Linked DNA regions of Mus musculus: regions 1, 2, 3, 4, 5 and 6 are each linked to region 7. Evidence: chromatin contacts called from public HiCAR-type, HiChIP or PLAC-seq and promoter capture Hi-C data. All regions are on one chromosome and are shown on one strand. The core of a region is the stretch at or near the end of the contact, and the rest is flanking DNA. Distances in the headings are between cores, read along the strand shown. Region 1 holds the start of 4930562F17Rik (a long non-coding RNA gene). Region 2 has its middle 52 kb from the start of Gm51655. Region 3 holds the start of Cop1 (COP1, E3 ubiquitin ligase). Region 4 holds the start of Rasal2 (RAS protein activator like 2). Region 5 has its middle 16 kb from the start of Gm30903. Region 6 holds the start of Cryzl2 (crystallin zeta like 2). Region 7 holds the start of Brinp2 (bone morphogenic protein/retinoic acid inducible neural-specific 2).

Region 1 (3,565 bases), core at 697-3,196, 780 kb after region 7:
GACCCAGTCATACTGATCAGTAAATTCTCTATTTTGTGTGACATGGTTTGAGTTAAGTCTTCTGTCATTTGAAATCAAGGGGATGCTGACAGTAGACCATCCTTCCAAAGCATCCCATGACTCTCATTTCTATCTCTGCACTCGAACAGTTGACTTGTCATCTCAACCTCTAGACTGTGAGCTTAGAAGAGTGACTATGTGTCATGGTTTGAACACGTAATGTCTGCCCAACCTCTAGACTGTGAGCTTAGAAGAGTGACTATGTGCCATGGTTTGAACATGTCATGTCTGTCCAACCTCTAGACTGTAAGCTTAGAAGAGTGACTCTATGTTGTGGTTTGAACATGTAATGTCTGCCATGGGAATATGTTGGTCCCCAGCTACTGGTGCTATTTTGATTCTATGTCCTTGATACTGTGGGCCAAGCCCCAGTGAAAAGTATCTGTTATAAGGAAAAGTTGCTAGATCCAGTGAAGAAATTAGGCAATGTCTCCTGACTTTTACAAAACAGGAATAAGACCTAGAACTACTGTCCACCTGGAAGATTGTCACAGACCTCTACCTTCACATTAACAACAGGTTTTTATCCTAAGTGCAATCTGGAGTTCTTTTTGTTAAGGTTCATCTGTCCAGACTGAGTCCTGCTATAGCATGAAGACAATAAACACTGGCTGGAAAGAGGACACTCCAAAAGGAAGGCTATGCCTGGAGCACCAGAGGTAAGTAGAGAGGCATCTCAGTTATTTAGGCCCTAGATGTTTCTGTTTTCTGTGGTATCTGGAAAGTGGCTGTAAAGATAGGAGAAAAACAAACAAATAAACAAACAAAACCAGGAGCAAGGGGGATTTTTTTTTTCAAAATTTCTGGGATAAATCACATTTCCTGAAGAACAACAAATGATCCTGAAAGGGGTTTTCCAGGGTTAACTATAAGGTGGAGGCCAAATGCAAGATTGTTTGTGAGAAAATATCTCTGCAAAACTCCAGGTAGAAAGTTCTGGTCTCCATACAACTTCTTTATCATCCAGGATCTTGGATGCTCCACAATCCCCAACCAGACAGAACATATTCTTAAATAAAAACCTCAGTATTAAGGAATGGGTTGACTCTTTGCATATTGATGGTCAATGGGATTCCTTAATCCTCAAACCATTATAGGCTGTTGCCAATACATTTCATTTCCTACAGAACTTCAGGGTAAGACCCTATTTCTGAAGACACCACACACTGGACTCACAGACAATCAAGCTAGTATTCACTTAGAAGCTTCACCCCTAAAAGCTAGCTTCCATAGTGCTGGAAGATGACATTCATACTATTAGATGGGAAAAATAATAATCACCATTCTAACCCAACTGTAAAGTTGGCAAACTACAACATGATGGGCCTAACAGGACATGCCCACTACTGCAATAGTGGCGCAAACATTATGTGAGTAACCAACCACTCTCACATGTGATCTATGGCCTACTGTCTGAGATAGAAACAGATGCATTGTTAACAGAGCCAAGAACATGAAGTTATATACACACACAAAGGATAACCTAATGCTATTATTCTGATAAATGGACATAGCGTTAAAGTGACTGGTAGTGCTTAATGCTGTTGCTGCAATACAGTGCATCTTTCAACCCATAAGCTGCTGCTTCTAGTAGATGACAGCTAACACAGAGATCCTCAACTGGTCCATATGCAGAGAATAAGAGATTATGGAGTACTCAGTCCTGAATGGAATGTACATATCCCATCCATTCCCTTCAAGACTCCAGGGACTTCACAGACAAGAGGGCAGAAAGACTGTAAGAGCCAGAGGTGAAGTATGACTTCACAAAAACTATGTTTTCTAGATACATGGGGCAGTTGCATATATGAATCCACAGCAATTATGACATCATGCACAAGATGTGTGTAAACTAAAGATAGAGGAAAAACCCCACCATGGAGCAAGAGTGATAGATAGACAATCCCACTGGGATCTGAAAAGCCGTTGGTATTTTCTAACTGCTAAAGGAAGAAAGAATCGGCTTTTCTTAAAGATGTGATCCTTGTAGGTTGATTCCAGGGCAGGGCCCACTCCCCAGAGTACTTGGGCAACGCAAACTTCATACGAAAAAGGAGGAGGAGAGAGGAGGAGGACCAATAGCAGGGTGAAGAGAGAGAACAGGTGAGAAGGAGTGAGAGCAAGAAGGAGAGGGAGGAGAGGGGGAAGGGGAGGGGAGAGAGAGAGAATTCAAAATTGAGTGGATGTGGGTAAGGGGGAATATGTCAGAAATTGGGAAAGGGCAAATATGATCACAATATAATTTATAACATTCTCAAACAATTAATAAACTTGCTTTTTAAAAGAAGTCTAGCCCCTTGGCTTAAGGCCTAAAATTTTGCTTTAGTGAAGGTGTGCTCCTAGGAACACAGGCATCTGCATGCTGCAAATGCAGGGCTCTGACTCGAGCTTTCCTTGGATTTACAGCATCCCTAGAAGATCTGTGCAAGTATTGTAAATTTTAATGTCACTAATATGCTGGTGATCACTTGTCTATACGCCTCCAGCTCCCTGCCCCCAGAAACTCTTCATTTTAGAAAACTTTTATAAAATTCTCTTATGAATTGGTATTGTCTCTAAATACTGGCCGCCATGAGATGCTTAATCACAAGATGAATGAGTTCCTGTCCTTTGCTGGAATAACTCTAGTAATAGAAGAAAACCAGGAAACAAGGCACAAAATAAATGGGAGAGTAACACTAAATGCACATGTTCGGCAAAAAACAAATTATTCAAAAAATAACAAAGAAAAATCTATAATCTATTAAGGCAAAATTATATATATAATTTCATTCAGAGCAGCGCTGACAAATCAGCTCAGAATCAAAAGGCAGCTTTCATTAGAATCACAGGAAACCCTTCTTCCGCTTCCAGATACCGAAAGACCTGTTTTCTGAGCTGTTTGGACTTGTTTCTTTCTCTCGCCATCCAGTATAATCTGTGATTATTTCAGATATGCTTCTCTGACGCAGTTCTTAGAGCCTGAAGCAGCTATGTCGTCATCGCGCTTTGCAGACTTTGGTCTAAGACAGCCCAGCTCTTGACACAGCTGCCTCGAAGGAGAGGCAGGAAAGAAATCCATCAGCTACATCTTCTCCTGCGGAAAAAAGGATTATCAAACTTCTCTTGAGGTAAGAGCACCCTCTGGTGGCCGATGTCTGCATTGTGCGCTGACAGCTCCATCTCAAACTAGACTCAATGCCCATATCCTTCCAGATGGAACCTATTTCACTGATCTCCCTTGGTAGCAAAATGGCCCGCTGGGCTCCAACATATAAAGCCCGAGTTCAAAGCTTTGTGCTACTATTAACTCATGAGTTAATTCAGTCTAATTACCTTCCTGAACCATTTTTACTTAAAATAAGAAAACAATGGCAGATTTGGGATCAAATGAAAACATCTGCTATTTAGTAAAACAAATACAAGCAAGATATTCTACAGTGTTTTGCCAGTCACACACATATCTAAGACCTAAGAACAAAGTTCTTTATTTTATATAAATATTATACTAAATCGTGTGGCATTA
Region 2 (3,750 bases), core at 410-2,909, 560 kb before region 7:
GCATTTCTTGGTTTCTTCCTTTAAAATAATTCGAATTTCCAAATCCTCTCCATGGTTTCTCCTGCTCTAGTACCGAGGCAGCAAACTGGGCTGGAGGCTGCCAAGAGAGCTAGATGAGGGAGGTAAGACTAGCCTTGCTTTTCTTCACAGTGTAAGGACTTTAGGAACTTAGGAAGAGCAGGATCATTGCTCAACTTTATTTCCAGCATGGCCACTGGGGCGCAGGTGCCGTGGGGATGATTTCTTAGATTTGCCTTGGAGGTAAGAGGGGAAGGATCCCCTCTTTGTTTCCAATCAGTTTCCAAAAGATAAAAGCAGAAGAAAGAGTCTAGAGAGGGAAATATGAGATGGCGTAGCTTGGAGGTCCTAGTAAGGCGGGGATATCTTCTATTTCTGGAGGGTATCACCCTCCTAGGAGGATTTAAGTCTCCCCAGAACTGAGGAACACAGTACACATTTCTGAAAGTCACAGTGACAGGTGAGAGCGCAGCCAAACATCCCACAGCATTTGTTCATCTCGTGTCGCCAACTGCTGCTGTGCAAGGTTCTTGTGTGCCAGCTTGGGCCAGGCATCTCCTCAGCCTCTGCCTTCCTCTAGGGAGACAGCTGACTCTTTAACCTTGATTGACCTTGGGGTAGGTGCTGGAGGAGTGGGTTGACTTCTCCAGAATTGCTTCCGAATGCCTTAGTTTGTGTTCATTTTGTGTTCATTTTATTTATGTAATAAACATGTAATAGACACGACTTCCTGTTTCTGGAAAGCAGAATTGAGATCCCGGAAGTTAGTAAATTCTTACAACTAGAGTGGCATGCAACTTCTGACTTGACTTCTTGCAGTCCTTCTGGCAAGAGTGATTCCTCTCAATGGTGCTCATTCAAGTTCAGAGGACAACTGTCTTTAATCCTTGGGAAATCAGTACCATAATGAGCAAGGCTGGTGGTCATCCCAGGGAGAACAGACGAACCTTCTACCTGAGCCCTCGTATTCTGTTTGAATTTGACTTGTCTGATTCATGGAAATTAATGAGCTACTAGATCTGGACCTGGTGTGCCTTGATGAAATGACTTATTTTTAGTGCCTTAGCATTTAAAAGAATCTGTTATAATTTCATGCTTAAATAACACTGAATAAGGGCTTGTGTTTGCCTAGCATAATTGGAAGATGTGAAGGAAAAGGGAAGCTTATTTCTAAACAAATGGCTTGAAGATAGAGGGCCCCCGAATAAAACAAACATCCAGAGTGCTCCATTACCTGAAGGCTATAAATGGCTTTAAGGACACAAGGACCCACACAGCCGGTATAGAGACAAACAGGGTGAGAAGCCAGGGGAGGTGGCCTTAGTTAAGAAGTGCGTCTATCCATCCAACAGCCAACTAGGGCTGCTTGAAACTGAAGCAGAAGAGGCAGGAGGGAGTGTCCTTTCCTTCTAGGACTGTCTCAGGGATGAGTTATTGACTTGTCTCTTTGCTTTTTCATCAGCTTCCCCATGGCCTCTGAGACCACTTGTCAACGTACCCGAGGCAATGGGGAAAGCTAGCTGAAACTAAGACACGGGGGAGGGATTAAGGTGCACGGTTGTAGTCCTGATTATGGCATAACCCACGTGACAAGCTGTCTCCTGCACTGCATTCTTCCGAGGCTTCCTCTTGAAGCTCACAGGTCTTCTGTTCCCTCCCTGTCCTCCTATGGCCACGCCCCTTATCTGTCTCAGAGGCTCTCCACCCTGCCCTGACTGCATCCAGCCCTTTTCTCCCACGGTAAAATTCTGCTCTTTGTGCATTTGCATTTCTGCTGACTGCAAGGATCAGTTTAATTTCATGGGTGTCATTTCCTTCAAGAAATCTCTGTCTGAGCAGCGGCCCATCGAATCCTCGATAAAACATATTTTCCTACGGTAATGATTTTATGGGCCCATAAGTCATGAATTTATTATGATCTCAGCCCCTGCTGCTGATTGCTGTAAAATGCAAAGTAATTAACAGTGAGCGGTAGCAGTTATTCCCACCTGGTAACGTGTTCTTTCGTTCGCTGATGGGTTTGATTAAAGTAATGACTAAAGAGTGAAGCTGGGCTGTGAAATATTAGCATGATTAATGCTGTATCCCAAATAAGAAACAAAACTAACGGGGCACTGTCTGAGAAGTTTAAAAATAAAAATATACAATCCGTCCTCTTCTCCTTACTCCCACTTCCCTTAAGCAATTGTTCCAGCTCATTTCTGGCATGTCTTCCTTCCCATTAAATAATAAATAGACTCCAAGGCCAGGGGCTGCCTAGCAGAACATATTTGGAGGTTTTCATAACACCCGAAGTACTGGAGTTATGCCTCACACCCTCAACCCCCAATTTTCCCCTTGGCCTAGTGGGGATGGATATTTTGAGCTGGAGTCTACAGTTGCTGAATGGTTCCTCTGGCAAGGCTCTTACACCAACCAAGGGAGAGACTGGCAGGGTCAAGAAGAGCTTAGACAAAAGATAGAGCCAAGAGAAAACTGTGGGATGGGATAAAGCGTTGCTAGGAGCACTGCAGCCAGAGAGATGGCAGTGAAGATGAATCCTTAGCCTCACCTTTCCATCATTCAGAATAGTCTAGGAACCATTATCACACAAGTTTTGAGATGTACAAACATTCATACAGAATACCCGTGGTGCCACTTAACTTTTTTGTATCTGAGAAGGGGTCTGAGTCTTTCTTGGAACACCAAATGGGAGACTCTCTGGGTAGTGAGCTCAGAAGAAGCCATGCTGATAGAATGTGTGCTCAGACCTGATTGCTCAACTCTGAGAGAAATTCAAATTACAGAGGTCCAAGGCACCACTATCAGATAGTCTCCAGGAGTCGCTGTGGGTGTGGCGGGTTGGAGGAGGTGACATACTGTGTTGGTCCTGAACAGGCAGGAGAGGGGATGCCTTTGTTCTTCTCCAGTGACGGTGAAGTTGAACTTTCTCTTTGGTGCGCTAGGGGAGAAAGAGTAGGAAGGGAGCCAGGATACACAGGAGGTTCTTGTAGAAGGAGAATCCATTATAGTTGGCTTTGGAAAGATAGAGGAAAGCCTATCTGGTGAGAGGTTTGGCCAAAGGCTAGAACAGTAGAGCTTCAGGAAGACAAGAGTCCCTTTCACTAACACCTTACTGGATACCTCTTGGATGCCGGACACAAGGAAGTAGTCTTTATTATTAAAAGAAATCTCCTGGTATAGAAACATAAGATAAAGGGAAAGGAAAACTTCATGGTCAATGAACTGACATGGGAGGCTGAGACCTGAGGCAGGGGCTGCTGGCCATCATGGCTTTGAAAGGCATGAAGGAGGGCTTGGAGAGATAGCACCATATTGTCTCCCTCAGTAATACCATGTCTGTCTATCTAACCCCTCTGAATCCCTGGCAGACTTGAAAGGGAAAGAGCATCTTGTATGAGAACAAATGGGTATCATATACGAATTCAGAACTGTGGGAAGCAGGGAATATGTTCTTAATGAGTCAAAACTCCTTTTGCTTCAGGAGAGTTCAAAACATTTAAGAACTCTGGGATCTGTATGGAGGAAGAGATCAAGAAATAGGACCATGAAAGTTCATTTTGAAGATGCTAGAACCTGAGCCAGGAGCATAGCTGGTACAGTACTTAGCAAACATGTGCAGAGCTCTAGGTTCAACCTTCAGTATGACACCTAAACTAGAAGTGATGGAGTATTCCTGTTATCTTAGCACTCAAGAGGCAGAATCAGAAGGATTCAAACTTCCAGGTCATT
Region 3 (3,455 bases), core at 259-2,758, 880 kb after region 7:
CTCCAAGTGTATGCTTATCCAGGACCATAAGGTGCCCATCTCTTATTCCCCCTTGGGTTGCCGCTCTCTGTGGTCCAGTGACAGAAGGAATAAGGACAGTAGCCCTAAGTACTGTATCCCTAATCAGAGGATAAAGGAGCCTACAACAGATGCATCATCAGACTGGTAGACATCAGACACGTTGAATTCTATCTGCTTCATGTCCAGACAGAGGCTCTGACAAAAGTTGTCCTCCTAAACCGGCCAGGTTTAGACTTAGTTTTCATTTCCCAGGGGAACTAGGCGAGTATTGCTGCTTCAATGCCAACAAAGACGGAGTTATCAATGAGGTTTTACAAAAGGTTGGAGATAATTTAGATAAGTGACATCAGGGACAAGAAGCAAATAATTTCTGGTACTATAAAATGTTTGATTTGAAAGAGTAATAAAGACAAAATTCTAGGCCTTTGGGCCCAGGCTTGGGAATTTTGCCTTTGTGACTCAATGCTCCAAGGTATGCTAATCATAAAACAGATATCAACATTCCTCCACCCATCAGCTTCCTGGGTTCAAAGAGTGTTAATTCAAAGAAAGTCACCCTGACCATTGCTGGAACCCACTATGCAAAGGTGCTATTGCTAGGGGCTCTTAGATTGTTAGGGGCTCTTAGAAACTGTCTTGAGAGATAACCTGACACTTGTGACTTTGTACTTCCTTGTGACTCTTAACTGGTATTTTTGGTATTTTCCAACAACGCCCTTCCCACCTCCTTAAGTTGTGGTTTCTTCCTTTAAATACCCCCTAACCCAGCTACTCGGGGCGCCACGGTCCTCTACCCCTGCGTGGTGTATGACCGTGGGCCGAGAGCGCTCTTGAATAAAAATCCTCTTGCAATTTGCAGCAAGACCGTTTCTCGTTGGTGATTTTGGGGTGTCGCCTCTCCTGAGTCAGAACGTGGGGAAGTCCTCACGTTGTGGCTCTTTCAGATTGAAACCTAAGGCTTGTAACCCTTTTTCACTGCCCTGGCCCCTTACTCCTCCTAACAGGACTTCAAAATCTAAACAGAAAAAAAAAATCTAAACGAAAACAAATTATATTCCTGCCACACAATCGGGAAAAAGCGCGAAGCCGCAAGAGAACACAAGTGAGCTTAGTATTTTCCAGATAATAATCCATAGCCGCATGCGCGCTCGCTCACACGCATGCGCAACACCACTGCTCCGTACCGCCGCAGTTTTAGCTGGGCAATCCGCCAGCGTCCACCCGGGGCACGCTTAAGCAGTTGCTTTTCGAGCGTTCCCGGTCCACTAGACCAGATTCCCCGTCCTTTCCCCTTCCACCCTTTGGCTCCATGAAAACGGCCATCTCTCTACTACGTCAGAAAGGAAATCAGCTTTCCACTCGGAGAACTACACGCTCGGCATCTCCGTACAGCCCGGCGCCGGCGCCGGCGCCTGCGCGCGCAGCTGCTCCGCTGCCCCGCCCCTTCCGCCGCTCATGCGCAAGCCCGACCGCCTCGGCGCGCCCGGGTTGGCTGCCCCGGCGGCCTCCTCGGCAGTCATGGCTCCTCGGATGTGATAGTTTCCCCCGCCCCCTCGCGTAGGACGCGGCGGCGGGGCGGCGGTGGGAAGCCTAACTTTATTGTTCCCCCGGCCCGTCTCCCGGCGCGTCCTCAGGATGCTCGGGAGCTGAGCGCCGGGGGCGGCGGAGGGTCGCGGTCTGTCCGGGCCCTCGCCTCGGAGCGCAGGGCCAAGGGAGGGAGTCACGATGTCAGGTAGCCGCCAGGCCGGCTCGGGTTCCGCTGGGACGAGCCCCGGCTCCTCGGCCGCCTCCTCGGTGACTTCCGCCTCCTCGTCCTTATCCTCGTCTCCGTCGCCGCCGTCCGTGGCGGCCTCGGCGGCGACGCTGGTGTCCGGCGGCGTGGCTCCGGCCGCGGGCTCCGGCGGCCTCGGCGGCCCGGGGCGGCCTGTGCTGGTGGCGGCCGCGGTGTCTGGCAGCGCGAGCGCCGGCGGGGCGGTGTCCGCGGGCCAGTCCCGGCTCAGCTGCGCGGCCAGGCCCAGCGCCGGCGTTGGAGGGAGCAGCTCCAGCCTCGGCAGTAGCAGTAGGAAGCGACCTCTGCTCGTCCCGCTTTGTAACGGGCTCCTCAACTCCTACGAGGACAAAAGCAACGACTTCGTCTGGTGGGTTTGCATAGCAGCCCCTGCGTGCATGACCACGAGTTTCTGCTGCTGAGCCTGGCGGGGTCCCGTGGAGGGAGGCCTGTTGGAGGTGCTGGGATTCGAACCTAGAGAGTTGAGTGTTTGCAGAGTTAAGGTTCCCGGTTGGGAGGTGGAGCTGGACTGGGATCCTTAGGCAAAGTGGTGAAATGGGATTGCACAGAAGTGGGTGCTGGTGTCCAGGAACTGAAGGCATTTAAGGGAGTGCTTAAGGATAAAGATGGAGGTCCAGTAAGTGGTTATTAGAAAGGAAGTATTCGGGGTAGGAGGTTAAATCCCTTCTGGTTTTTGTTTTTGTTTTCTTTCTTTTTTTGGCCATCTAGTGGACGAAGTATCAGTCAGGAGTAGTTCATGATTTTCGGAGGTAGAAGACTAGTTAGTGCCTGGTGATTCTGAGGTGTGGGATTGCTGGTCAACACTATATTGTAAAAAAGTAGATGGTGCTCGAAACCTGGTTGGTGATGCTTTACGAAGTTATTTTTGCCCATCCTGCGTTGGAATATGAATTTGAATAGATAGGACACTTGTAATACTGTTAATAATTTTGTAGTCAAAGTTTGTTCACACCCAATTCCAGGTTTCAACTGTTGGAAAAAGGGAAACACATTTTTAGTGTTTCTGTGTTGTATGGAACGATCGCAGCGCTGTGTATACACTGGAATCTCTGACTTGAGAAACGCTTTTACAGTCATTGCATCACAGCTGGCATCTTGAGCGACACAGTAGAATTCAGGCATTTGGCATCTAAGAGGGACTTTAAGCAAAAGATGAATCTGATTGTCTTGAAGAATGCTTTGAATTTTAATTGGGTTTTGATATTACTGGTAAGATTATGAGAGCTTAATGAAGATTTCCTGCTCACAAACTGGTAGAATTCTGGGCCTTTCCTAAGAAGGAACTTGTTGTTTGACTTAATGATGTAGGAAGTTGGCTTGAACAGTCATGCTTGGGGAAGTTAGTTCAGATCACAGTAGAAGATGGGCTTAAATGGTATTATTAAAGATGATAAGCTTAGAGATTGTAACCATTGAGAAAGGTATTAGCTACACTTTCTTGTTCACTAATATAATTCGTAATTTTGCTTTTGTTTAGATTCAGAAGTTGTGTGTGTGTTGAAATAGAATTATAGCTGTGGTTATTTGTAATTTAAGAAGTTTATGGTTGGGTGTAAGAGGTGTTTGCATTCCTTTTTTTGTTTGGCTTTATTTATTTATTTATTTAGAGACAGGGTTTCTCTGTGTAGCCCTGGATATCCTGGAA
Region 4 (3,464 bases), core at 24-2,523, 940 kb before region 7:
TCATTAGCTCATCTTCTACTAAGCTTTTTCATATCTTTCTCTCAACACTTGCTTCACACAACAGGAAGGAAATGAAATCCCATTCACTTGGTTTTGTGCCTTGTTCCATTCTACCTTCCTGAGGACTCAGCAGCAAGTGCCTTTAATTAATCACCTAAGAATTACGTCCAGATAGCTCAACTCTATAAACTTACTGTGGATATCTAAAGAGGTCCAAAGGAGCCTACTGAGTCACATAACCAGGCGCTATATATTGGATAAACTTGTCAAAAAGCATTTTCTGCAACAACAACAACAACAACCAAAAAAAGATGTGGACAGCTGACCTAGGATAGATGGGGGACTAAGAATGCATCGGAGCCCAAGGAAAGATGAGAAACGCCAGCCTCTGAGGCAGACGACTTGTGATCCTTACCGAACACCCGGACCCAGCTCTGCTGCTGGCACACTGACTCCAGAAGGATCCGATCCAGCATGCCACCGGCCACTGCTCCGCTGACTGGGACGACCGCGTCCAGATCCTCCGGGGGCAGCGGCGAGTCGGACTCCAGCCCCGTGAACATCTCCGGCCACGACAGCGCCTCCGCGGCTCCTCCGGACGACGGAGACAGCTCCATGGTGTCCCAGAGGGAGCAGGCGGCGGCGGCGGGGCGGGCTTCCCGGCTGCGGGAAAGGGACGACGGCGCGGCCACCAGCACCCGAACGGCTGCGGGCGCGGACACCGCTCACCTCCTTCCCCGCCGCCCACCGCCCGAAGGCCGGGCGCCGCAGCCCACCTGCAAGCGGAGGGTGGGACCCGGGCCGGGAGGCGGGTCCAGCGTGGTCCGGAGCGGAGGCGGGTCCCGGCTCAGGTGCGGGTCCGGAGCGGACGCGGAGCACCCGGGAGCGCGGGCTCACCTCCCGCCCCCACGCAGCCCTGCTCAACCCCCGCGGGCGCGTTCGCGGGCCGCCCGGGCTTGGGCTGAGGATGGAGCTCGGCCAGGCAGGGCTGGGCTCGGGGGCGTCGCCGCCAGGGGCCGCCCCCTCTGACCGGCTCCCGCCGCCGTCGCCTCGGGGGCTCAAAGCGCCGGCTCCCTCAGCCTGAGGGGCGCGCCCCGGCCCAGCTTCTGTCCGCCTGGCGTCGGCTTGCTCCCGCGGAACGCGCAGGCCGGCCCGCTAACTCTCAGGCCGCCGCTCCGGCCGCTGCTTGGGCTCCTCCGGCTCGCGCTCCTCTGAGAAACCCACAAGCCCGGCAGCCGCGGCGCTGGCGGCGGCGGCAGGCGGCATCCCAGGGTGATAGGCCGAAGCAATCGAGTGCCGAGCTCACGGCCGCGTGTGCAATCCAGTAACCGAGCGGAGGAGGAACTGCCGCCGAAGACAGCAAAAATCGGGCACCGAAATACTCAGCGGGCCAGGCCCGCCTACTTTCCTAAGACTATCCTGCTCCGACCGCCTCTCGGTGCGGGGATCCTCGAGCTGCTGGTGGAAGCAGAGACGGTGTTGGGGAGGCGGAGAGAAAACGGGGTGCGGGAAATTTAAAAAGATGGGAAAGGCGCTTCCCTTTTATCTTAGCCCCTATCCTGTTGATTTCTGGACCAATGCTTCTTTCTCGGACGAAGAACATGAAGACGCTGCTTTATCTAACAGTCACCTCGGAAGAAACGCCATGGTTCCTCCACAAGGGAGATCTGGCCCCGCGTCTTGGATCCTGAGATCTGTGCGAGATCCCGGCTTTGCGCCCTGTCCGCCCTGGAGCTGGATTTATCATCAGTTTAGAATAGCATGGCTACGATGTGTGGTGCGGATGGATGGACGAGCCCCGCAAGTACATGAAATGCCCCAAAGCCCCAGCATTAACCAAACAAGCTTCTCTTTTTTGCCTTTGATCTTTGCAATCTGTTGGCTTCTCTTCTAACAGTGTCACTTGGGTTTTATTTTTGGTCTATGTGTAAACTGTCTTCCTCCTTAACATTGGCTTCGTTTTGTGCCCACCCAAAGCGGGATTCACCAATCCAGATTTCAGAGATTTTAGGCATAAGTAAATAAATAAATAAATAAATAAATAAATAATAGTAATAATAATAATTTCGGGTAGAAATTTACCAATTTAAATTATGTTGACAAATCAGGTTTTTCAACAATTTATGAACATGGCTACTTCAAACCAATCAGGAATTTTTCATAATTAGATGATGCTAAAAAATATTTGGGGGAGGGTTTTTGTTGTGTCCCAGCCCACCCCAGCCCTCATTTCTCTCTACTTTGACCTTCTATAAGAGGTCAATCTAATTTTCTAGGTTTTAGGAATTCTCATGTGTTTTTGTGTTTTATGGGAGTTATAGCATGCATTTTATAATTTTCTCCCAAATTTTACATAGAGTAATAGCATGTTAAAACAAGAAGTGACTTTAAAGATCCTCTCACCCTTCCTCTTGTTTAACAGGTGCAGACAGGACAGTCCACATCACCTGCCAAAGCAGCCAGCAATGCAACAGGTACGTCTTACAAGCTCTCAGTGATACTGATTTCTTCAACTCTGATCCTTCAAGAACTCTGTGATTAGATTTGTTAATCTGGTGCTTAGCAATGAAGTAGAGTAATCCCTCCCGGTATATAGAAGCCCACTTGCTTGCTATCTGACTACAGTCAGCTCTCCAATTTTAATAAATGAGAGATAAGGAAGCTAGAAGTTACAGGACCCAGCCCTAAACAAATCTAGTGTTTTCTTTCTCCCTTCTTTCCTTCCTTCCTTCCTTCCTTCCTTCCTTCCTTCCTTCCTTCCTTCCTTCCTTCCTTCCGTTTAGTTTCAAGACAGGGTTCCTCTGTGTACCAGCCCTGGCTGCCCTGGAACATGCTTTGTAGGCCAGGCTGGCTCTGAACTCAAAGAAATAGGCCTGCCTCTGCCTCCCGAGTGCTGGGATTAAAGGTGTTGGCCACCATACCCAACTCAACTCCAATTTGTAAAGATCTCTGAAGGGACATTGTCCTTTTGCAGTAGAGGGAGGGAAGGAGAGAGAGAGAAAACCCTTGGCATAGGATTTCCATTTGTATTGAATTATTGTTGATGTCTCAAAGAGTAAGTGAATATGGACACCAGCCGTACAAATCAAAGTATCTACTCATATGTATGGATGTATTTACCCAAGCTGTTATCCCCAAAGCAGCATTAGGAGTGGTATATAAAATGAAGGGAAAAAGGTTTTCCAAAAATTGATCTAAGTGCCATCATGTCTCTTAAGGGAAAGGCTCTGTCAAACTCCCTCTTATCCTGCTTCCTTAGTAACCTCTGTTTCCATCCAGACCACTAAAACTAGTCACTACTTCACTTTGGCATCCTGAGCTCGTACTAGTTGCACACCATCATCCAGTCACCCAAGTAACATACATCTGGAATGCATCTAATGTCTCTAGGTCTAAAGGAAAATACTTTCACGACATGGAGGGTAAATAATTCTGTAATAGAAACAGAATTTTAAAAACAGTCT
Region 5 (3,688 bases), core at 854-3,353, 780 kb before region 7:
GGGAGGGCATGGGAGACTTTTGGGATAGCATTGGAAATGTAAATGAAGAAAATATCTAATTAAAAAAAAAAAAGAAAAAAAATGAATGTTTTCCCCCAACTAGAACCTTATGAATGTTTGTAAGAAAACAGCTACAACTTCTGTCTAGTCTGGAGGTGATCTTGTGGGATGCTCCTGTGACTATGTTTTCACTCTTCTTTGAATCTTTGGAAGATGAATCAAGTCTGCCACAAGATACAAGAACAAACAAAGAGTGGTATTGTAAGAGGCCAGGACCACAGACTCAAGGGCTGCTGCAGTTTCTCAGGAATAGTCCTTGAACGAGAGTGGTCTTAGGATGTGGGTGCCCTGGGCAGGTTTTTTTTTTCTTTTTCTTTTTTGTCCCCAGCTGACAGCTTCCATGGCAGGTGATGGAAGTGTCCCCTTTAAGGTCAAGGCAAACAATGTCCTGCGCTTACAGCTCCTCATTTGACCCTCCAGGGCACTTATTTCTGGCAGAAGCATTTCTTGGTTTTAAAAGGTACTTTACCCATTTACAACCCGTGTAATTGCTATTGGAATGCTTTGCCCGTAGCGTCTTAATTAGGTCAAATTTTATACCAAGGGCTCTAACTTGATGCTATATTGGCAGTTCCAAGACCCCATACCCTGGTGCTGCCTGGAAATGGTCACATTTTCAGTAGACGGAGACCCATGTCCAGAGTTTGTTTGGCCATTCTTCTAGGGGACAGGGTGAGATCAGAACCGTGGTCTTAGGCCCAAGGAAGACTATCCACAGGAGACTCGCCTGAATGTGTCTACAAGGAAACACGTGTCTCTAAGCCACCCTTTCAAAGCATTGTTTGGATAATTGTAGGCTCTAAAGCTCTTCACATTTAGTTAAATTATACAGTTTTGGATTTTATTTGTTAAAAAGAATCCCCACTTTTCTGCCCTACCTGCCTCTAATTTAGCAGAACGTGCCCCTGGAGTTACACCTTCTCTTCTTCCCATGCAACCCCAATAATAAGCCATCTGCCAACAAAACAAACATAATATAAAAATTACACAAATACATAATCCTCAACCCAGAAGGAAGGGAGCAGCTGCCACCTGGTGCCAAACAGAAAACAGTTTAATATTTATCTAGCAGAGAAGGCTCTCCGATGGGCTATAATTCCTCAGGGGGGAGGGGTCAAGGGGGGGTCAGTAATGAAAATCACCTCCACGGGCCCGTCCTAAACAGGGACCCAGTGGAAATCAATTCTGTGAGTTCAATGTTGCTGTCTCCTGTCGTGGATCGCACCTAGGAGGCACCTGAGGAGGCCATCAATCTGTCATCAGAAAGGAGGGAGACTGAGGAGAAGGGAGGTCATTAGAATTCAGCTTCCATGGGACTTTCCCTCGTGTAGCTGGAGAACTGCACAGCAGAACATCCCCAGGTAAGGGAAATTGGGACGTTTGCTTTTGTGATTGGGGACCTGTGCCTGCCAGGTCTGAATCCTTGACCTGGCTGCAGCATCCTGTACAAACCTCTTTTGTAACTCCAGGTCTGGCCTTGGGTTAGGATAAGACTTAACTCCCCTTGCGTAAGTCAGTGTCCCTTCCCGTCGCTTCAGTCAACTTGCTGTGATTTATACACAACTCCTAGCTAATTTCTTAATCAAATATCCTTTGAACGAGGAGAAGTTTAGTTATTAGAGCTTGCAGGATGCATGCAAGCTAGTCAGTCTTCTGTTTTATTGAGAGATTGGAATGTTAGTATCATTGTGCCAGTCGGCATGACGGTTCTAAGAAGGAGGCAGTTTACAGAAATGTGTAAATCAGAAGTGTCCTTAAACTGTGTTTGGGGAGACATGATATGGCAAAATGTCTACCAATAAACTGGAACATTACAGCAAATTACTCCGTTTATACATGCAGGCTAAGCTTCGCCTCTTATGCCATGTTGGAGATCCAATAAAGCTTGCGAATGTGACGGGAGTCACTATTTCTGCCTCTGTGCAGCTGTTTATCAGCAGCTTTTTAACACATTTTCTCATATTAATGAGGTGGCATAGCAGTTCCAGAATTAGAACAGTGGGATGGAGCATTGTCTGCCTTATCCCAAGATATGCCGGCTGTCAGCATCGCTACCAGGGGATGTACAATGAAAGATGAGCATTTCGGTAGGGGCCCTGTGCACACTGTTCCAGCCTTCCCTTACCCACCCCCAGACATCCCCCTCGGCCCCCATGCTCACTCCCTTTCCAGTGATGCTGTCACTATCATTTGCATGTCTTCCGGAAACTTGGTTCTTTGTTTAATACTTGGTACGTCAGTGGGGCTTGCTTCTGAAATCCTTGTGCTTCCATTTTCTGGTAGAGTCTCTGGTACTGAGCAGGTACTTCTCAGTGCTGAGTGAATGAGTGAGTGAGTGAGTGAGTGTGAGTGAATGAGCAGAGAGGGAGATGGGTGGAATGTTCCCTCAGACACAGTCAGTGTGACTTCAAGGAGCAGAGCAGGCGTGTCACATAGCTTTCCCTGAATCTGTGCATGCAGGCTAGATGGAGGGCAGGATGTGGTGCACGGATTGCTGGTGAGACGGTAGGAATCACGTGGTCCAGAAGTCACACGTGCAGGCCTGCTGGTGACGTCAGAATGTATCAAAGGGTTCACTCTCTGCAGTAATAGCATAAGAGTAAGAGCAGGATGTGACTTTTATGTAGAGCTGAGCACACTCTGTTAGAATTCTGAGATCAGGTCTTGCTATTTGAATGCCTTTTTTTAAAAAATATTTTTTATTACATATTTTCCTCAATTACATTTCCAATGCTATCCCAAAAGTCCTCCATACCCCCCCCCCACCTTCCCTACCCACCCATTCCCATTTTTTTTGGCCCTGGCGTTCCCCTGTACTGGGGCATATACAGTTTGCGTGTTCAATGGGCCTCTCTTTCCAGTGATGGCCGACTAGGCCATCTTTTGATACATATGTAGCTAGAGTCAAGAGCTCCGGGGTACTGGTTAGTTCATAATGTTGTTCCATCTATAGGGTTGCAGGTCCCTTTAGCTCCTTGGGTAATTTCTCTAGCTCCTCCATTGGAAGCCCTGTGATCCATCCACTAGCTGACTGTGAGCATCCACTTAAGTGTTTGCTAGGCCCCGGCATAGTCTCACAAGAGACAGCTACATCTGGGTCCTTTCGATAAAATCTTGCTAGTGTATGCAATGGTGTCAGCGTTTGGAAGCTGATTATGGGGTGGATCCCTGGATATGGCAGTCTCTAGATGGTCCATCCTTTCATCTCAGCTCCAAACTTTGTCTCTGTAACTCCTTTCATGGGTGTTTTGTTCCCAATTCTAAGGAGGGGCATAGTGTCCACACTTCAGTCTTCATTCTTCTTGAGTTTCATGTGTTTAGCAAATTGTATCTTATATCTTGGGTATCCTAGGTTTAGGGCTAATATCCACTTATCAGTGAGTACATATTGTGTGAGTTCCTTTGTGAATGTGTTACCTCACTCAGGATGATGCCCTCCAGGTCCATCCATTTGGCTAGGAATTTCATAAATTCATTCTTTTTAATAGCTGAGTAGTACTCCATTGTGTAAATGTATGCCTTCTTTTTAAAGAACTAGGGAGTGACCTCAGACAGAAGCTTGCCTTTTTCTGTCCTCAAGCACCTTCACTTAGTAAAACAACACCTTCTTAGAATCTTGTTGATTCCC
Region 6 (3,630 bases), core at 496-2,995, 900 kb before region 7:
GTTTACAGAGTGCTTTCCTGCCTGTCTCATTGGAGCCATGGGTTTTTTAAAAGAAATCATCTCCCATTGTAGACATTGCTTCCCTTCGGTTGTTTGTATGTGGAGCTGAAAATTCCCAACGGGTACGATTATGATGACAGCGCCTACTGCACACCTGAGGGGCTTATTTGTTCTTGGGTTCCTCAGCCCTCAAAGCCTTTAGGTCATAAACTCAGAAATGCATCCTTCCTTTTCGCTTTACAGTTTCCTCCATTCAATTGCTGTTCGTTCCTGCTCAATGCCTTCTCTTATGGAAGAGTTAATTGAGGGCGAGAACCATTAGGGAGGTGGCCAAAGAGGTGGTAGAACTGGATTTCAACCTGTGGCCTATACCCTCTGGCCAGATGTCTTCCAAAGATGCCATGCTGTCGTTAAATCTATTTATCCAATGATATAGTCTTCCATTCTTTCCAGCATAGCATGTACCTCACATACATTGCTGGCGTATAGTCACTTGCTGTTTTAAATAGGTCAGATAGATCTACATCTAATACTAACGTGTGTGTGTGTGTGTGTGTGTGTACATACATGTACATGGTTCATGTGTAAGGTCAGCATTTGGAGGTTAAAGGACAATTTTTGGGAGTAGGGTCTCTCTTTCTACCATGTGACGTCTGGGGGTTGAATTTAGCTTATCAACCTTGATAGCAAGCACCCTTACCCACTCAGTTATCTTGCCAATGCCAAAGCAATTTTATATACTATTTCATATAGACAGTAGTATTATTTTTGGTTCTTCTAGGGCATACCTGTGCCCCTAAGGCTTATGTCATCACTGAATCACATTTACCAAGGGGTAAACCTTTGGAGCATGAGAGTCATTAAGTTTTGGGCTGACTTTTTATTTATTTTTTTACTAACTAATATTTTAAGACAGGGTTTCTCTATGTAGTCCTGGCTGGCCAGGAACTGGCTATGTAGACTAAGTTGGCCTCAAATTTACCAAGATTTACCTATCTTTGCCTTCTGAGTGATGGGATTAAAGGCATGTGTCATCATGTTAATTTATTTTTATTTTTATCGGAGACAGGTCTTACAATGTAGCTCTGGCTGATTCGAATGTTCAGTTTTCTTGTCTCTGTCTCCTGGGCCCTGGGATTACAGGCGTGTGCCCAGCTGGCTTGTCTTTAATTGGATATTCTCTTTGGATTTGTTCAGGATCAGTTAACACCAGACTATTGGTAACAGTTTAGTTTTTTTTATCATAATTAGTCCTGTGTGAGAAAATTAGTGGCAAGAACTCTAGCAGTTCAAATGTAGACATCAAAGGATTCACCTGTGCATTTTGGACTTCTTTCTTAGAAAGAACCCCAGAACTACTACTGAAATGTTACCAAACACAGATTTAATAGTCTTCCAGGCACACCCTGTAGTTCCAGCACTCAGGAAACAAGAGGCAGGAAGATGACATGTTCTAGGCCAGCCTGGTCAACACTGTGAGAGCTACCTAATGAGACCCTGTCTCAAAGACTCTTAATCTGGGGTGATCGAATCATTTCCCTCATGCTTCCTTTTTGTTTTCCAGAACCAGCGAAGAGATCAAGGGTTGCACACACTGTTTGGTCTAACCCTAGAAGTGGTGTGGGGCTGACAGTCCCCTGCACAGACAGACAAGAGCTCCGCCTGCCGGTCAGGTCACCCGGCCAGAGCAGGCACGTCCTGGGACGCCTTTCCGCTCTCCCCAGAGCTCTTCCTGCCACATGCTGGCCACGCCCCTCGCGACTTCAGCTGGCCATGGCAGCAAGGCTGTGTACGCGTTGCCTCCCTCCGGTGTGGCTCTGCAGGTGCAAGCCCAACTCCCCCCCCCCCCGCCCCCCCCCCGGCCCCCTTACAGACCCCAGGGGTACTGCTGAGAAAACCAGCTCCCTTTTCTTTGTTGCAGGCAAGCCTGGCAGGGCCAAGGCCGGCACTACCGAGCTGCACTCTGCACCGAGTTGAAGCAGCCCCTGACCATTCAAGAGGTGGCTCCCCGCCCCGTCGGGCCACAGGAGGTAGGGTGACAAGCTTGACCCCGGGATGCCTCCTTGTATAGTTCAGAGCCTCTGACTTTCTCGGCCCAGCACTCGTGGGCTTCCTGCTTCGGTCAAAATCCTAGTTCCCAAGCGTAGGGGGCGACCAGAGGCTGGAGCGCACCCACTTTAGGTTGGAAGGTCAAGCCCTTTCAAGGTTCACGGAAAGGCTAGAAATGTCAAGGAAGCCCTCCCTCAAATCTCAAGCATAGGCCTCTCAGAGAGCTCCAGAGCCGTTGCCTTAGAAACTGTGTCTGATTTACACAGGACTTTACATAACAATACAGACAAAAGGACCCTTATCCTTTGCTTAGCCCCTCTTCAGGGTCAGTATCAAATTATGTACGGGTCCCCGAACCATTGCCCCCATCCCAATCTATCTCATGAAGAATACAAGCCTGGGCTCCTCTTATGTCCTGCTGTAATTTGGGATGAGATCCTTTTCCTGCCAGGAAATGTGGAAGTCACCTTGGCCTTGCCTGTTGACCACTTTGGTGACAGCGTGTGACACATATGTAGTAGAGAATGACAATTTGAAACAGGGTGGAGTACGCAAGAGTATCTTCATGTTAGGGGTCGCTCATGAGAGGCAGAGATGCAGCTACAGTTGTAAAGGTCACCCAAATGGGGCCTGTGGTTAAAACAGATTATTGGAAGAGAGGGTGATCACAGCCATTCAACTTCCCTCATCTTGAGTCATTCATTTCTGGGATAACACCATGTCATCCAGGCTGGAACTGAACTTACAGTCTTCTTGTGTCAGTCTCCGGAGTGCAGAAATGCCTCCCTACTCTTGGCTAAGTTGTTTTTAAACCAAGGTGGAGTGTCTTGAGGACAGTGGACATGCTATCCACCAGTCAATAAGTACTCCAGTTTTTGGATGCGGAGGCATGGGCTCCCCAGTTTTGCTGTTTGCATTGTAAGGAGCTAGCTTCTGAGAGTGTTTTTATGTTATTTTTCTTTGCCTTTAAATCCCTGGAGTTTGCAACGGGCCCTGGCATGTGGCACATACTTAAAGAACTGAGAAATGAATGATTTTGATAGATAAAGAATGGCTTCTAACCAACCCGCCACCTCTCCAGTAAACGTAAACACGTAGAGCACATTGATCTGGGATTCCAGCTGGCACCTTTTGGGATCCCCACCCTTGTGGGCTGCATTCTCTGATGAGCACCAGAGTTCTCTGGGCCTGTTCAGACAGGTTGCTGAGCCTCTCCTATCTTCCCATGTATGAGTCAGTATGGGGTGTGGCCTCAAAGTTGGAACTTCTTTTTTTTTTTTTTTTTTTTAAGACAAGAGTCTCATTATGTATCCCTAGCTGGCCTGGAACTCATAGAAATCTGCCCATCTCTGTCTTCTCAGTGCTGTCGTTAAGGGCAAACTTCACCCCAACACAAGGTGAAGTTTGAATTTCTAACCAAATCGCAGATGATGCCAGTGATGATGGTCCTGGACCCACCACCTTTTGAAACTCACTGGCTCCTCAAAAGGTCTAGAGTAGTGGTTCTCAGCTATGGATTGTGACCCCTTTAGGGGTTGGATGACTGTATTAGTCAGGGTTCTCTAGAGTCACAGAACTTAT
Region 7 (3,474 bases), core at 872-3,371:
TCTAGCTGTTTCCTGATGTCATCAGACTGCCCCCCAGGGGATTTAGTAGAATCCTATAGCTTCCTGGTTAATACAGGCATTGCATATCTTCCAAGAGCCTGGCCAGGGGGGCGAGGAAAGCAAAGGAATCAACATACACTTGTCTAGAGAAGACCTGGGGAGAAATACTTAACTCACAGTGTATATGTTTAATTCTTCTTATTGGCCTATGCTAACATATCACTGGCCCTGTTGGATACGGTCCGGATTTTATTTCATAATTGATATTCTCTTAGCACATTTGTTCCTACTCAGGGCAACCTGCTCCCAGGACAGGGAAAGCATACATATGGTTCTTTACAGAAAGGTCTGTTCAATCACATTACAGTGCATCCAGTTGATTGTTAGTTAATATTTGGCTTAAGTCTATATACCCTGGATAAATATGTACCGTGAAGAAAGACTGCTTGGTGAAGAGAGAACTCCTCTGGGCTAGAACAGCAGTGTACAAGTTCATCCTCCTACTGGGTAGCGACACCCCAGGCATCATGGCCCGAGCAGGGGCTAGGCAGAGATGCTTAGTGTTTCTGTGAGCAGCCAGCTTCCTTCATACAGCTGTGAACACACACACACACACACACACACACACACACACACACACACACACACACACACACACACACACAGCTGTGTATGAACAGGGAAAACACTCTGATAGATAGTCTCAACAGACCCTTCCCTTCAGCACAGCAATATTCTCCCTGTAGTGTCTCCAGTGTACTACCAGGATTGACTCAGTCGATTGGGGTTTCTGTTATACCACCCAAAGGAGACTATGGGATTCACTCCTAGGAATTATTTTTGTCCCTCATTACATGTTCATAGAAGAAATAGACTGGCCTCTAAAGCATGCCACAGGGCTTTAATGACCATGTGAATACAGCTATATTGCACAAAAGAATACCAGGTCTTTAGGGTCCTCCCCAAACACAGTGAACCTCGTGCAGTTCTGTCCGGCATCAGCTAGGCAAGCAAAAGTCCTTGTCATCCTCTGCAATTATGGAGCCCGAATGAATTTTCGAAAGCTAATGGGAGTTGCACTAACTTTAAGGACTTAAACCAGGCAAAAAAAGAAAAAAAAAAAAAAAAACCAATATAGGTCAGGCAGAGTGCCCAAGCTCTGTGACAGCCATGCGACACCAGGAGGCGATTCCAGAGTCAGCTCAAACCCAAAGTCCACTGCTAAGCTCCACCTGACAGAAACTACGGGGTGGAATGGGAGTTATTCCTTTTGCTTGCAATTGCCAGGCACCAGACAAGAAGGTTGAATGAGGACTCATGAAAATCACAACGAAAGGTGATACAGAAAACCCAGGGGTACAGACCCCTGCACGATTACCTTGAATCCTTGTAAGAGTCCTTCTTGCTGTATCAGCTGCTCCCCAAACCACCAAGGACTGCGAGGAGACTCCCAAAAGACGCCTGATTTTTGTGCAACATCTCCAGTGGCAGCCTTCCAAAGTTTTTACTTCATGATTTCTTGTGGCTCTTTCTCCTTTGGGGAAATATGAAATGCCACCCCCTCAGCTTGTGAGAGGGAACGGATGTCTCTTTTCAAATTCTCCTGCTCTGGGCTTTGCTGTCGCCGCCGCCGCCGCGGCGGCAGCTTTTAGACCACTTGCCTGCTGCCTTGCCGTGGAGCAGCGAGCATCCCAGGCACCCACAGCATCTGTGAAGTGGGATCAGCACTAGGCTGGGTCGCACGCGGCGTGGGAGAGGTGAGGAAAGTGGGAAGCCAACTGAGAAGTCCCCTGTCCCTCGACCGAGGTGAAACCCAAGATCTTGCCTTCTTTTTTTTCCAACTCTAAAGAGACTCACCCGCCCTGTCATCCGAAATCTGTGCCTTGTACATGGACAGAAATCGTTCCTCAGGCGTCTGGGCTCCTTCGGCTGCCTGAGGACCTGCTGGTGTCCTCGGAGCGCGCGGCAGGTGCATTTCCAAGTCCTCCGGAACCCGTCGAGCTCAGCGGAGGCGCTGCGGGTTGAGCCGCGAGCCGCGCGGCAGGCAGGCGGATTCCATCCTGGAGCTGCAGCCCGGCGCGTCCCCACTCCGGCTTCCCGGTCCGTACCTAACCAGTGTCACCTGCAGACTCAGACACCGGATGAGTGTCTTAAGATAACAATGCTGCCCTGCCTGCCTCTCTCGTTCTTTCTTATGCACGTAGGTTGGCAGCCAATAGGACCCTGCGCCATACTCACCACAGGCTCCCATTGGCTGTGAAGCCTGGCAGGAGGCGGGTTCTGAGGCCTACCGGCAATCTCCTTTGGCTAGCTGGCAGGCTGGGGTACCAGCTCTGTTAACCCTCCCAGCTTTTTGCAGCAGCGACTTTTTCCCCCTCCCCGCAGTAAGGATAAGGAAGAATTGGATAAATTCGCGGCTGCGTGTGGCGTTGGGAGTGAGATTGGAGCGTGTCAGAGGCTGAGGAACAAGAAGTAGACTGGGAACTAATTACATTTGCTTTGGTCTTCTGAGTTACAATATTCATTCGTCCCAGCCCATTTTGTTTGCTTGCTTAACCAGAACTCCCAGAGATGGGGACCCATTTGAGCCATTTTCCTTCTAATTTGAGGTTTCATTTAGTTGTTCTGTGCTTTTTAAACCTCCTGAATTACTTAATTAGAAGTGAGCCCCCAAGTGAGAAATAGCTCTCTCTCTCTCTCTCTCTCTCTCTCTCTCTCTCTCTCTCTCTCTCTCACACACACACACACACACACACACACACACACCCCGGGGCCGGGGGCGGGGGGGGGGGAGGGAGGGGGTAAAGAGGGAGGCAAAAGACCACAGGAGCTCTGTGGTAAGATGACCAGGCAGAGAATCGCTGAACAGCTAAATTGAGACACCTCACGCCCCACACCAGACCTGTAGGGACAACAGCAAAGAGGAGAACTTGGGGATTCTGGGGAGACCTCTGAAATGGCCTGCGTCCAAAAAGAAAGAGAATTGTTTTGCCTGTGATGGTTTCCTTCTGTGTGTCTCCTTTCACTCCAGTGGCTGTCAGGAAGAGGGACTCGCATTTTTTAAAGGAAGACTAGAGAAAGGAGAACAGGACAAGCCTTGTTTCTGAGAAGCAGGTGCTGTCTGCTGAGCCTGTGAAAGGGAAGTCCGGGCAGTGGGTAAGGGAGGGAGAAAAGGAGGGAAAGAAGGAAAGAAGGAGGAATAAAGATATTAACTTTAATTGAATGGATGTGAACGATATGTTTTTGATGTTCTAATAAATGTGTGAGGCTGAAATGCATCCTACTAACTGGCGAACTACACTAAATTTTGGAAAGAGCCGTTGTTGAAGAAAGATAAGTTGAAAGTGGCAAGGGATGTGGGGGAATTCCCAGTGAGTCACATGATGAAGGCCTATATAGAGGAGAATAGGCAGAGAGGGAGACAAGTGTCTCCATTTAGTTTCCTTGAGTTGAGAGCAACATCGGAGATTGTTT

Evidence for each region. Promoter capture Hi-C pulls out the DNA fragments that hold promoters and counts their contacts. HiCAR-type assays count read pairs that join an accessible place to other places. HiChIP or PLAC-seq counts read pairs in DNA pulled down with a chosen protein or histone mark.
Region 1: a promoter capture Hi-C map of stem cell-derived epiblast-like cells shows a contact between it and region 7, with 2.7 times the contacts expected there. The contact joins the promoter of 4930562F17Rik here to the promoter of Brinp2 in region 7. A contact is called at or near these places in 12 of 39 promoter capture datasets (the 3T3-L1 cell line, HPC-7-derived erythroid cells, embryonic stem cells and 7 more) and 1 of 115 datasets of contacts at active chromatin or transcription factors (neural tube).
Region 2: a contact with region 7 is called in an H3K4me3 HiChIP or PLAC-seq map of neural tube, with 4 times the contacts expected there. The contact joins the enhancer-like site here to the promoter of Brinp2 in region 7. A contact is called at or near these places in 9 of 39 promoter capture datasets (the 3T3-L1 cell line, the C10 cell line, cranial neural crest and 5 more), 4 of 115 datasets of contacts at active chromatin or transcription factors (embryonic basal ganglia, embryonic forebrain, forebrain and 1 more) and 1 of 9 other capture datasets (adipose tissue).
Region 3: a HiCAR-type map of astrocytes shows a contact between it and region 7, with 2.2 times the contacts expected there. The contact joins the promoter of Cop1 here to the promoter of Brinp2 in region 7. A contact is called at or near these places in 2 of 39 promoter capture datasets (neural stem cells and stem cell-derived epiblast-like cells) and 1 of 115 datasets of contacts at active chromatin or transcription factors (astrocytes).
Region 4: a promoter capture Hi-C map of hippocampal neurons shows a contact between it and region 7, with 2.1 times the contacts expected there. The contact joins the promoter of Rasal2 here to the promoter of Brinp2 in region 7. A contact is called at or near these places in 3 of 39 promoter capture datasets (cranial neural crest, hippocampal neurons and maxillary cranial neural crest), 1 of 484 Hi-C or Micro-C datasets (embryonic stem cells) and 1 of 115 datasets of contacts at active chromatin or transcription factors (astrocytes).
Region 5: a contact with region 7 is called in an H3K27ac HiChIP or PLAC-seq map of VIP interneurons, with 13 times the contacts expected there. The contact joins the enhancer-like site here to the promoter of Brinp2 in region 7. A contact is called at or near these places in 11 of 39 promoter capture datasets (the 3T3-L1 cell line, the HPC-7 cell line, cranial neural crest and 6 more), 6 of 115 datasets of contacts at active chromatin or transcription factors (VIP interneurons, embryonic basal ganglia, embryonic forebrain and 3 more) and 1 of 9 other capture datasets (embryonic stem cells).
Region 6: a contact with region 7 is called in a HiCAR-type map of astrocytes, with 2.5 times the contacts expected there. The contact joins the promoter of Cryzl2 here to the promoter of Brinp2 in region 7. A contact is called at or near these places in 4 of 39 promoter capture datasets (HPC-7-derived erythroid cells, embryonic stem cells, frontonasal cranial neural crest and 1 more) and 2 of 115 datasets of contacts at active chromatin or transcription factors (astrocytes and embryonic stem cells).

The regions. Positions count from the first base shown.
Region 1 is chr1:159,132,335-159,135,899 of GRCm38.p6, forward strand. 4930562F17Rik (a long non-coding RNA gene) reads left to right here and starts at 1,947. Exons shown (of 4, transcript XR_865669.1): 1 at 1,947-2,163; 2 at 2,993-3,170.
Region 2 is chr1:157,797,367-157,801,116 of GRCm38.p6, forward strand. No RefSeq gene overlaps it. Among named protein-coding and RNA genes, the nearest start is that of Gm51655, 52 kb to the left of the region's middle. Within about 2 kb of position 1,660, at least 13 of the 459 cell types and tissues checked have an H3K27ac peak or open chromatin away from gene starts, as enhancers often do. A contact at or near this core is called in neural tube, where this site is marked.
Region 3 is chr1:159,230,692-159,234,146 of GRCm38.p6, forward strand. It overlaps Cop1 (COP1, E3 ubiquitin ligase), which reads left to right and starts at 1,509. Exons shown (of 20, transcript NM_011931.4): 1 at 1,509-2,159. The coding sequence starts at 1,747.
Region 4 is chr1:157,411,322-157,414,785 of GRCm38.p6, forward strand. It overlaps Rasal2 (RAS protein activator like 2), which reads right to left and starts at 1,274. Exons shown (of 18, transcript NM_177644.5): 1 at 416-1,274. The coding sequence starts at 617. 2810025M15Rik (RIKEN cDNA 2810025M15 gene) reads left to right here and starts at 1,031. Exons shown (of 3, transcript NR_027984.1): 1 at 1,031-1,804; 2 at 2,423-2,474.
Region 5 is chr1:157,576,443-157,580,130 of GRCm38.p6, forward strand. No RefSeq gene overlaps it. Among named protein-coding and RNA genes, the nearest start is that of Gm30903, 16 kb to the right of the region's middle. Within about 2 kb of position 2,104, at least 12 of the 459 cell types and tissues checked have an H3K27ac peak or open chromatin away from gene starts, as enhancers often do. A contact at or near this core is called in VIP interneurons and hippocampal neurons, where this site is marked.
Region 6 is chr1:157,456,823-157,460,452 of GRCm38.p6, forward strand. Cryzl2 (crystallin zeta like 2) reads left to right here and starts at 1,746. Exons shown (of 10, transcript NM_001033284.2): 1 at 1,746-1,823; 2 at 1,922-2,030. The coding sequence starts at 1,774.
Region 7 is chr1:158,354,139-158,357,612 of GRCm38.p6, forward strand. Brinp2 (bone morphogenic protein/retinoic acid inducible neural-specific 2) reads right to left here and starts at 2,122. Exons shown (of 8, transcript NM_207583.2): 1 at 1,379-2,122.